2 separate regions of the Mus musculus genome follow, and region 2 is linked to region 1. The links are chromatin contacts, called in public promoter capture Hi-C maps. All regions are on one chromosome and are shown on one strand. The core of a region is the stretch at or near the end of the contact, and the rest is flanking DNA. Distances in the headings are between cores, read along the strand shown. Region 1 holds the start of Leo1 (Leo1, Paf1/RNA polymerase II complex component). Region 2 holds the start of Hmgcll1 (3-hydroxymethyl-3-methylglutaryl-Coenzyme A lyase-like 1).

Region 1 (4,414 bases), core at 558-3,057:
CAATATCTACTTCTGCAAGTCCCATTCGACATCATAAAGAGAGTACCAGCCATAGCAAGGTAAATAAATAGGCAAGAGAAAGAAACAGTACAACTATCTCTAATCACCATGGCATGGTTTCACATGTAGAAAACCCTAAAGGAGCCACAAAAACAATGACAGAAAACATATCAGCATCAGGATAGCATCAAGTCACAAGATCAACGTATAGCAGAAATAGAAAATAGGACGTAGTAGTACTAGCTGGAAGTGGAGGTACACATCTAACTAAGACCAGCACTCACTGAGGAAGTGGAATCGGGAGTATAAAGCCAACAAAGGCAACATACACAGCAGATCCAGTAGAAGAAAGAGGGGGAAAGAAAGGGAAGGAGGCACGCAGGCAGGTAAGCAGACAATCAGGCAGACCTACCAAGTTCTACCCTGTCACATCCGTAGCAACTTCAAGACTAAGAGCAGTTGTCAAAGACAGGACACCAGACCCTGAAAGTCAGTCTTGGAGAGTCCACTAACTCAATGGTAAAATGGAAGAAAACTGCCATGACCTTAAAAGAAGTTTTTAAAAGGGAAGAAAGGGGAGGGGAAGAAAGCGTAGAACTGCAATCATCTGTACACTCCACTTCCCTAAGCTATGGGTGGCTATGAGAAAGCACTACAGGTACATCTTACTAAACGACGCTTTCACCAGTGGATGCAAAAAAGCACTAAGCGTTAAGCACTAAGCTGGGGAGCGGGAACCTGTCTTCTCATGATTACATTCCCAACCCCTAGCAAGGTGGCCAGGAGATGATAGGGATCCTTGTTTACTGAATGAATGAAACGCTTCATGGAAAACATGGGAAGGTGTACACAGAATTGTGCCTCGAAGACACAGAGAATAAACTATGAGCAAAGCCGGGCACAGGAAGAGTTTAGTTCTCTGTACTTTTACTTAGTGCTCCCTCCACAACTGGAGTAATTACATACAAACTGGAGTTGGTGACGAATGGGGGGAGGGGCAAGGAAAATGACATGTATAGAAGTTAATTTGGGCCTGGGGGGGCTGCAAGAATTCTGAAGTTCATCTCGGATCTTTCCTCATTCTTCTATTCACATCTCAAATTCAGATATTCGTAGACCTGTGCCAGAAATGCCCCCCATGAACCATCATTCATTCATTCATCACCAAATCCTGTCACTCCTCTCCAAACACTCCACAAGTTTCCCCATTCTTACATCACAGACAAGGAAACTGGCTTTCCGCACAGGCTCTCCAAGGGCACCCATCGCCAGTGCGTAGTCCTTCTGTAGAACTCCAACCTGATCCCTCCCAGACCCTTCAGGGGCATCTACACTCTCCCATCAACTCGCCCTTTCACACGGGGCGTTACCGCGCCCGATGGGCAGTTGAACATGTCTCCACTCATTCACTGCCAGCCACCCTTTCAATTGGCCATGTATGCACGGAGGGGCGCAGGCCACACGTCCTCCCTTCTGCTCCCCCAGGAGTCCAGGCCGGTCCCTGATCCTCCAGGCACTGACTCCGCGGCGGTCTCCCCGGGAGAGGCGGGCACCGCCGGGCATGCAGGGGGCGCTGGGCAAGAGCTTGGGGACTTCGCGTTGCCCGGCGCCGCGCCTCCGGCCGAAAAGCAACCCGACGCCCCATGTGCCCATCCGCGGAGCTCGCCCGCCCGCCCGCCCGCCCGTCCGCCGCACCTTTGCGCTCGGCCTCGCTCTCAGCTTCGCTCCCGAAGAGGTCCTCCATGTCCGCCATAGCAGCTTGGTCCGCGGCCTTGGCTTGCTCGGCTCGAGCCTGCTTTACGGCCAGACCCGTCCAAACACGACGTGTCGTAAAGAGCCGCACAAAGACCTACTTTACTTTTGTGACCTAGTTTTCTCCAGCACTCGGCTGGCTCCGCCCCCACCCCCTCCACCCCCGCCCCGGTGTCTGCGCTCGCCCGCTACTCCGTTAGCCCGCTCGCACGCTGTGCGGAGCTTGGGATGCGGGTCAGACTTGTTTACGACCTGTCAGCTGCGGCCAGGTTTCTTAAAAATAGTTGAGGGTGGGTGTGGTCGCTCTGCTCTGGGGAGGCAGATCTCTGTGAATACCAGGCCAGGTTCGTCTACAAAGCGAGTTCCAGCCAGCCAGCCAGCATATGTCTACATACGTAGATCCTGTGGCAGAAGAATAAGAAATAAGTCATTGAGAGCTCTAGCCTGGAGTAGTTAGTGGTGCACGCCTGTAATCCAGCACTCTAGAAGCAAAGGGTCAGAAACCCAAATTCATCATCAACTGCATAGCAACTTCAAGAGCAGCGTGGGATCCTTGAGAACCCCCACCCTTAAAAAAAAAAAAAAAAAAAGGGCTGGTGAGATGGCTCAGTGGGTAAGAGCACCCGACTGCTCTTCCAAAGGTCTGGAGTTCAAATCCCAGCAACCACATGGTGGCTAACAACCATCTGTAATGAGATCTGACTCCCTCTTCTGGAGTGTCTGAAGACAGCTACAGTGTACTTACATACAATAAATAAATAAATCTTTAAAAAAAAAAAAAAAAAAAAAAAAAAAGACCTGGTGAGATCGCTTGTCGGTAAATGACTTGCCCTTAAAGACTAAAGATCTGTTTTCCGAAAATCCAGCACCTACTTAAACTCAGGCACGGCTTCCAACATCTGTAATCCCAGCTCTCAGGTCCAATAAAGGACCTTGTCTTAAAATACAGATGCTGGATGGTGGTGTCTAGGCCAGCCTGGTCTACATAGCGAGTTCCAGGACAGCAGGACAGCCAGGGCTATACATAGAGATTCTGTCTGGGGGAAAAAAAATAAAAAAAAGTAAGGTGCTGCCTGGTGGGGTGAAGAGCATTTCAAGAATACACTGGAAATCGGCCTTTGGCCTCTAGGCACATGGAAAGTAGCTCTGTACAGAGCTTGCCTATTATGAGTGAGGGTTCAAATTCAATCTGCACTGGGGAAAAATAAAAGATTTAGGACTAGAAATCCCAATATGGGAGGCTGAGGCAGGAAGACAACTGAGAATTTGAGGCCAGCTGGGGCCACAAAGACAGCCTGGATTACTAAGGATGAAGCTTTCAGTAGTATTAGGTTAGTTTCTGGCAGTATTTGCTCATTTCTGATCTCTTCTTTAAATTACATTTATTAAAATAAATTTATTTTTAATTTTATTTCTTTAAATGTGCATGGGTGCTTTACTTTGCATACATATCTGTGCACCACATGCATACCTGGTACCTGAAGATGTCAGAAAGGGGCATCAATCACATTACCTGGGACTGGAGTTAGAGACAGCTGTTACCTTCCATGTGAGTGCTATGAATCAAACCTGGGTCCTCTGGAAGAGCAACCAGTGCAACCCAGCCAGTGTTCATAACCACAGAGCCATCTCTCCAAGTCTCCATTTCTAAGCTTTTTTTAAAAAGATTATTTATTTTATGTATATGAGTACACTGTAGCTGTACAGATGGTTGTGAGTCATCATGGGGTTGCTGGGAATTGAAATCAGGACCTCTGCTTGCTCCTTCCCCACTTGCTCCAGTCCCACACACTGTAGCTGTCTTCAGACACACCAGAAGAGGGTGTCAGATCTCATTACAGGTGGTTGTGAGCCACTGTATCATGCTGGGATTTGAACTCAGGACCTCTGGAAGAGCAGTCAGTGTTCTTAACTACTGAGCCATCTCTCCAGCCTATCTCTAAGCTTTTTTGGTTTTAGAATTATAGATAAGGGATTATAGATCAACATACCTATAAGATGGATATGGTTCTCAACATGTGGGTTGCAACTTCCTTGACAAATCTTTCTCTCCAAAAATATTTATGAGTCACAATAGTAGCAAGAAAAAGTTATGAAGTAGCAACCAAAATAATTTTATGGTTGGGGGCCACCACACATGAGGAACTATATTAGAGGGTCAAAGCATTAGGGAGGTTGAGAACCACTGCTAGAAGATATATTCTACTATATTACTGTTTTTTATGTGTGAAAAATGGGAGGAAATAGACTGTGGCTGTTGATAGCCTACCCAATATGATCTGCTTGGCCATAATGTAAATAATCACTTAAAATTCATCAGCAGTTTTAGATTTGTGTTAGGGGTGTGGGGTTTCAGAAATGGCTCTGAGTGCTGGGACCATAAGTGTTTCACATTTAACTTATTTTATTTCACTTTAGAGACAGGATCTCATGTAGCCCAGACTGGCTTCAAATTCTTTTTGTGGCTGAAGCTGGCCTATTGAACTTTTTTTTTTTAAAGATTTATTTATTATATGTAAGTACACTGTAACTGTCTTCAGACACACCAGAAGGGGGCATCAGATCTCATTACAGATGTTTGTGAGCCACCATGTGGTTGCTGGGATTTGAACTCAGGACTTCCAGAAGAGCAGTCAATGCTCTTAACTGCTGAGCCACCTCT
Region 2 (3,956 bases), core at 974-3,473, 570 kb before region 1:
AGCAGAGAGAGAGAGAGAGAACATGGATGCAAGTTGGAAATGTGGAGTATCACTTTCTGTTAAGATATCCAAGTATAGACAAAAGCTCAGAAGTGAGAAGAGGATATAAAACCAAGAACTGGGATATAAACAATAGCCAGGAGGGTGAGAGGAGATAAGCCATAGGACAGACAGGCATGATGATCCAGACAGACAGAAGCCACTGAGCTCAGCAAGGACACAGGAAAAAGAGACCTGGACCAAGTACATGCTTTGTAAGACATAACTGAGGGGCAAATGGAAGTGTCTCAGTCAGAAAAGTTGGCGGGTGTTAAGATAACTTAGAGCGTCTTCCAGAAAAGCACATAAGAGTCTGAAAGCCGTGACCTTACATAGCCTCAGCAGTAATCTTCGAAGCTCTCATTTTCCCCGAACAAATCAGAACACTGGAGCATACACACCACTCTACGGATCACCCAAGCAATAGTCACATGACTTCATCCCGAAAAGTAAATGTTAGGGATTCTTGGTTGCGTAAGACAAACTGACCGCTAAAGAATGTTGAGAACATTCCAGGAAGTTCAAACCAGACTCCATGGAAATCAGCCACCGTGAGGACATGAGAGAAGATAAAGCATGGCTCTCCACTTCCCTGTTGTCACCATCAGGTCTCACCAGAGGGTCCTGGTCAATCCTTCTGAGCCTTATTAGTAAAAGCGGATTCACTGTGGCCCTTGCACGTGTGCATATTGTGGGCTGTGATCATATTCATAGCCTCATTTCCCCCACTCACCTGCTCCTTCCTCCTGATGCTTGCCATGTCTCCTAACTCCACCCCACCCCCACCCCCAATTTTCTCCTCTTGGTATTTATGTCCCTTCCTTAGGCGACAGAGAAACAGGCGATATTAGTTGTTTGGGCTCTGGCTTATTTCCAGGCATCTACCTACAAATGACTTGATTTTGTTCATCTCTCTGAATAATAAACCATTGGGTAATTATGCCATATCTTCTGTATTGTATCCAGCCATCTGTTGATAGGCAGAATGCCCATTCTAGGACTTGGCTCTTGCAAATAGCTCCAGTCTCATACTCTAATTAATGGGGAGCAAACTATTTATAAAACCACCCACGAATGCTAAGTCCTACTTGTAGATCGAAGGCTTCGATTTCACATGTTGGAGCACTGAACTGAGACCACACCATAAGGATATGAATAACTCCTGTCAGAACTGTTGGTGTAACATCACATAACAAAGCTAGGCCAGCCCACTAAAATAAAAAAAAATAACAAGAACTACACTGTTCACAAAGTGAACAGGTGCCTAGAATTAAAAGGCTAATGATACCTAAGGCCTCACAAAGCCCTTGACTCATAACAGGTTTCAACATTTAGGTAACGACCATTACTGCTGTTTCCTGTTATGTTTAAAGTTTACGGTTTTATGTGAAAAGGAAATTTCTTTATATACCTTATGCTCACTTAACTGGCACGTTTGTTGGTAGTACATGGAATCATAAATACATAAACAATGAGTTGTCTTTATGAAGCTCTCAGGAAAATGCAGGAATAATTTTAGTCTGTAATGGTTTTATTCAAGCTTGTTTAATTTCATTAAGCAAAAACACTGTAGGGATAGTCAATGCTCTAACATACCATGTGATTTTAATCGTCGTCCTGTGCCTTCCTAGTGTGCCCTAGCTTCATCCTCTTTCTACCACACAAGGTGATATGTTTGTAGTCTGTTACACATTACAAGGAAGAAAGTGAGAACAAAAGCACCGCCCTTCCAAGAACACGCACAGACATGATCACTCCTGTTGGCGACCTGCAAAAGGCCTGGGGTAGGGAAACTGCTAGGCCAGCAAGGATGCGCCTGCTGTTCACAGCTGAGAAGATGAGAGGCTTTTCAGCCACAGACCCACACACTGACAATAGAACGGGCCTCAGGCAGGACCCTGGCTTACAGAGGTGACACAGACAAAAGGGATGACGGGAGGTGGATGGGGGTAGGGACGCCCTAGGCCCAAGGTGGTACCTGCGCCGCATCCAGCGCCCCTGCCACTGAGTCTCCGCTCCAGAGATGTTCGCGGAGAAGCTGCTGGTAGTTGAGGCAGTGCTTCGCAGCAGATGGTAGATTCCCCATAGCAGCAGCCTAGGTGCCGTGGGCGGTGCTGGATCCCACGGCCGGAGCCGAGAGCCGGGTGAGAGCCGGGAGCGCGTCCCGCGGGTGCCCGGGGTCCGAGCTGCACTGCGGCGGCGCGGTTCCTGGGCAACGCCCAGGCAGGGGTGTAGCGGGCACCTGAGTCCCGCGCTGAGAGCCAGATCCTGGATGGGGACAGTTAATTGAGGCAGGGTGGCACTCCCCCCCCCCCTCCGTAAAATATGGTGCTCTCAGGGCTGATTGTCTGCAGGTGCTCGCCTGAGTCAGAGCTCTAGGCAGGACCCAGGCCTCTGAGAGGAAGAAGCACTGGGCTCTCTACAGACATTCTCTCCTTCCCAGCCACAAGCCTGTAGGGTTGGCACTGTGAATCGGTTTGAGTTTATGTCAAAACTCTATTTAAAATTGCCGAGGCGCTTTGTGGTATTAAAAAACACAAACCCTAAATTAAGGGCGAGGGAGGGGGGTATATCGGAGGTAAACAAGCAAACCAAGAGTTGTCAGTAAGCCGATGGTGCAAGATAAATGTTGAAATGCTGAATTCTTTTTCGCTGTTTTACATTTATTGGTTTTAGTGGTTGTCTCCTTCCACTGTCACATGGGGTTAGGACTAGAACTTAACTGTCTGCTTCGGCGTCACCACAAGTTCCTTTACTATCCCCCTGGGTATGAAGAACTGTTTTTTTAAGAAGAAGAAAAAGAAGAAGAAGAAGGAGGAGGAGGAGGAGGAGGAGGAGGAGGAGGAGGAGGAGGAGGAGGAAAGAAAGAAAAAAGCAATAACTAAATTCATAAAGGCTTTTCTTTCATTCAAACAAAAACAACCTGTCAGAAGTTAGAAGTAATTATAAATTAAATAAATTTTAATGTATATATTTATAAAATATTTATAATATAAATGTATATTTAGTTTCTATATAAGTATGTTTGATTTATATATAAGTTTATATATTATAAATATAAATTATTGGATTTATATGATAGCCTTGGAATCAGATAACCCCTGCTTCATTCGGCCTACTTCATAAGCACACTTAGATTGCAACACTCTAATGCTCTTCAGCGTGGAGTCCATAGCTTGCAGCTGATAGCACACAATCGTCAGGAACAGTCTTGTGCAGGGAGAGCTAGCTGGCCCTACTGTTTCCACAGCTAGGAGGAATCAAGAGCGCCCAGGTGCACAAGCTTGCACAAAGGATGGCGTATATATACAACGACTAACTTCTGAGACATAATATGAACAGATTTTGAAGGGATTCACCACCCAGATTGGATAAAGAATATTTTTATTAATTCCTTGGCAATTTCATACAAGATCTTTTGAACACATTCACGCCCTGTACTCCAAATCCTCCCAACCACCTCTTCATCCCTTTTATCCAACTTTAGGATAGCTTGTTACATTTTTTTCCCCCCATCAAGTCCTGTTTGTGTTGCCCAACTATTTTGGGTAAAGGGAACTGCCCTGGTGGGTGCGCAACTGACTCTCCCTTTCTAAGCAGCCATCCGGTGCCAACAGCTAGCTACTCAGTGGGATCTCATACCTACTTTCCCGGCTCTCCCCCGGGCTTTTGTCTGGCTGGTGTTTGTGCTGGTCTTGTGCATGCTGTTAACAGTTGCTATGAGTTTGTTTATGCAACTACCCTGTTGTACCCGGAAAACACTATTTCCTTGATGTTATCCTCTGCCTGGGGTTCTTACAGTCTTAATGTTCTCTCTTCCCTGAGCCCTGGGGGTTGGAGTGTGATATGTACATCCCTTTTAGAGTTGAGCAATGAATAATCTTATTTTCTGTACACAAGCCTAAAAAGATCGAGAT

Evidence for each region. Capture Hi-C pulls out chosen DNA fragments and counts their contacts.
Region 2: a contact with region 1 is called in a promoter capture Hi-C map of pancreatic islet. The contact joins the promoter of Hmgcll1 here to the promoter of Leo1 in region 1. A contact is called at or near these places in 1 of 115 datasets of contacts at active chromatin or transcription factors (pancreatic cancer cells) and 1 of 9 other capture datasets (pancreatic islet).

The regions. Positions count from the first base shown.
Region 1 is chr9:75,438,917-75,443,330 of GRCm38.p6, reverse strand. Leo1 (Leo1, Paf1/RNA polymerase II complex component) reads right to left here and starts at 1,807. Exons shown (of 12, transcript NM_001039522.1): 1 at 1,696-1,807. The coding sequence starts at 1,753.
Region 2 is chr9:76,013,244-76,017,199 of GRCm38.p6, reverse strand. It overlaps Hmgcll1 (3-hydroxymethyl-3-methylglutaryl-Coenzyme A lyase-like 1), which reads right to left and starts at 2,223. Exons shown (of 9, transcript NM_173731.2): 1 at 2,018-2,223. The coding sequence starts at 2,125.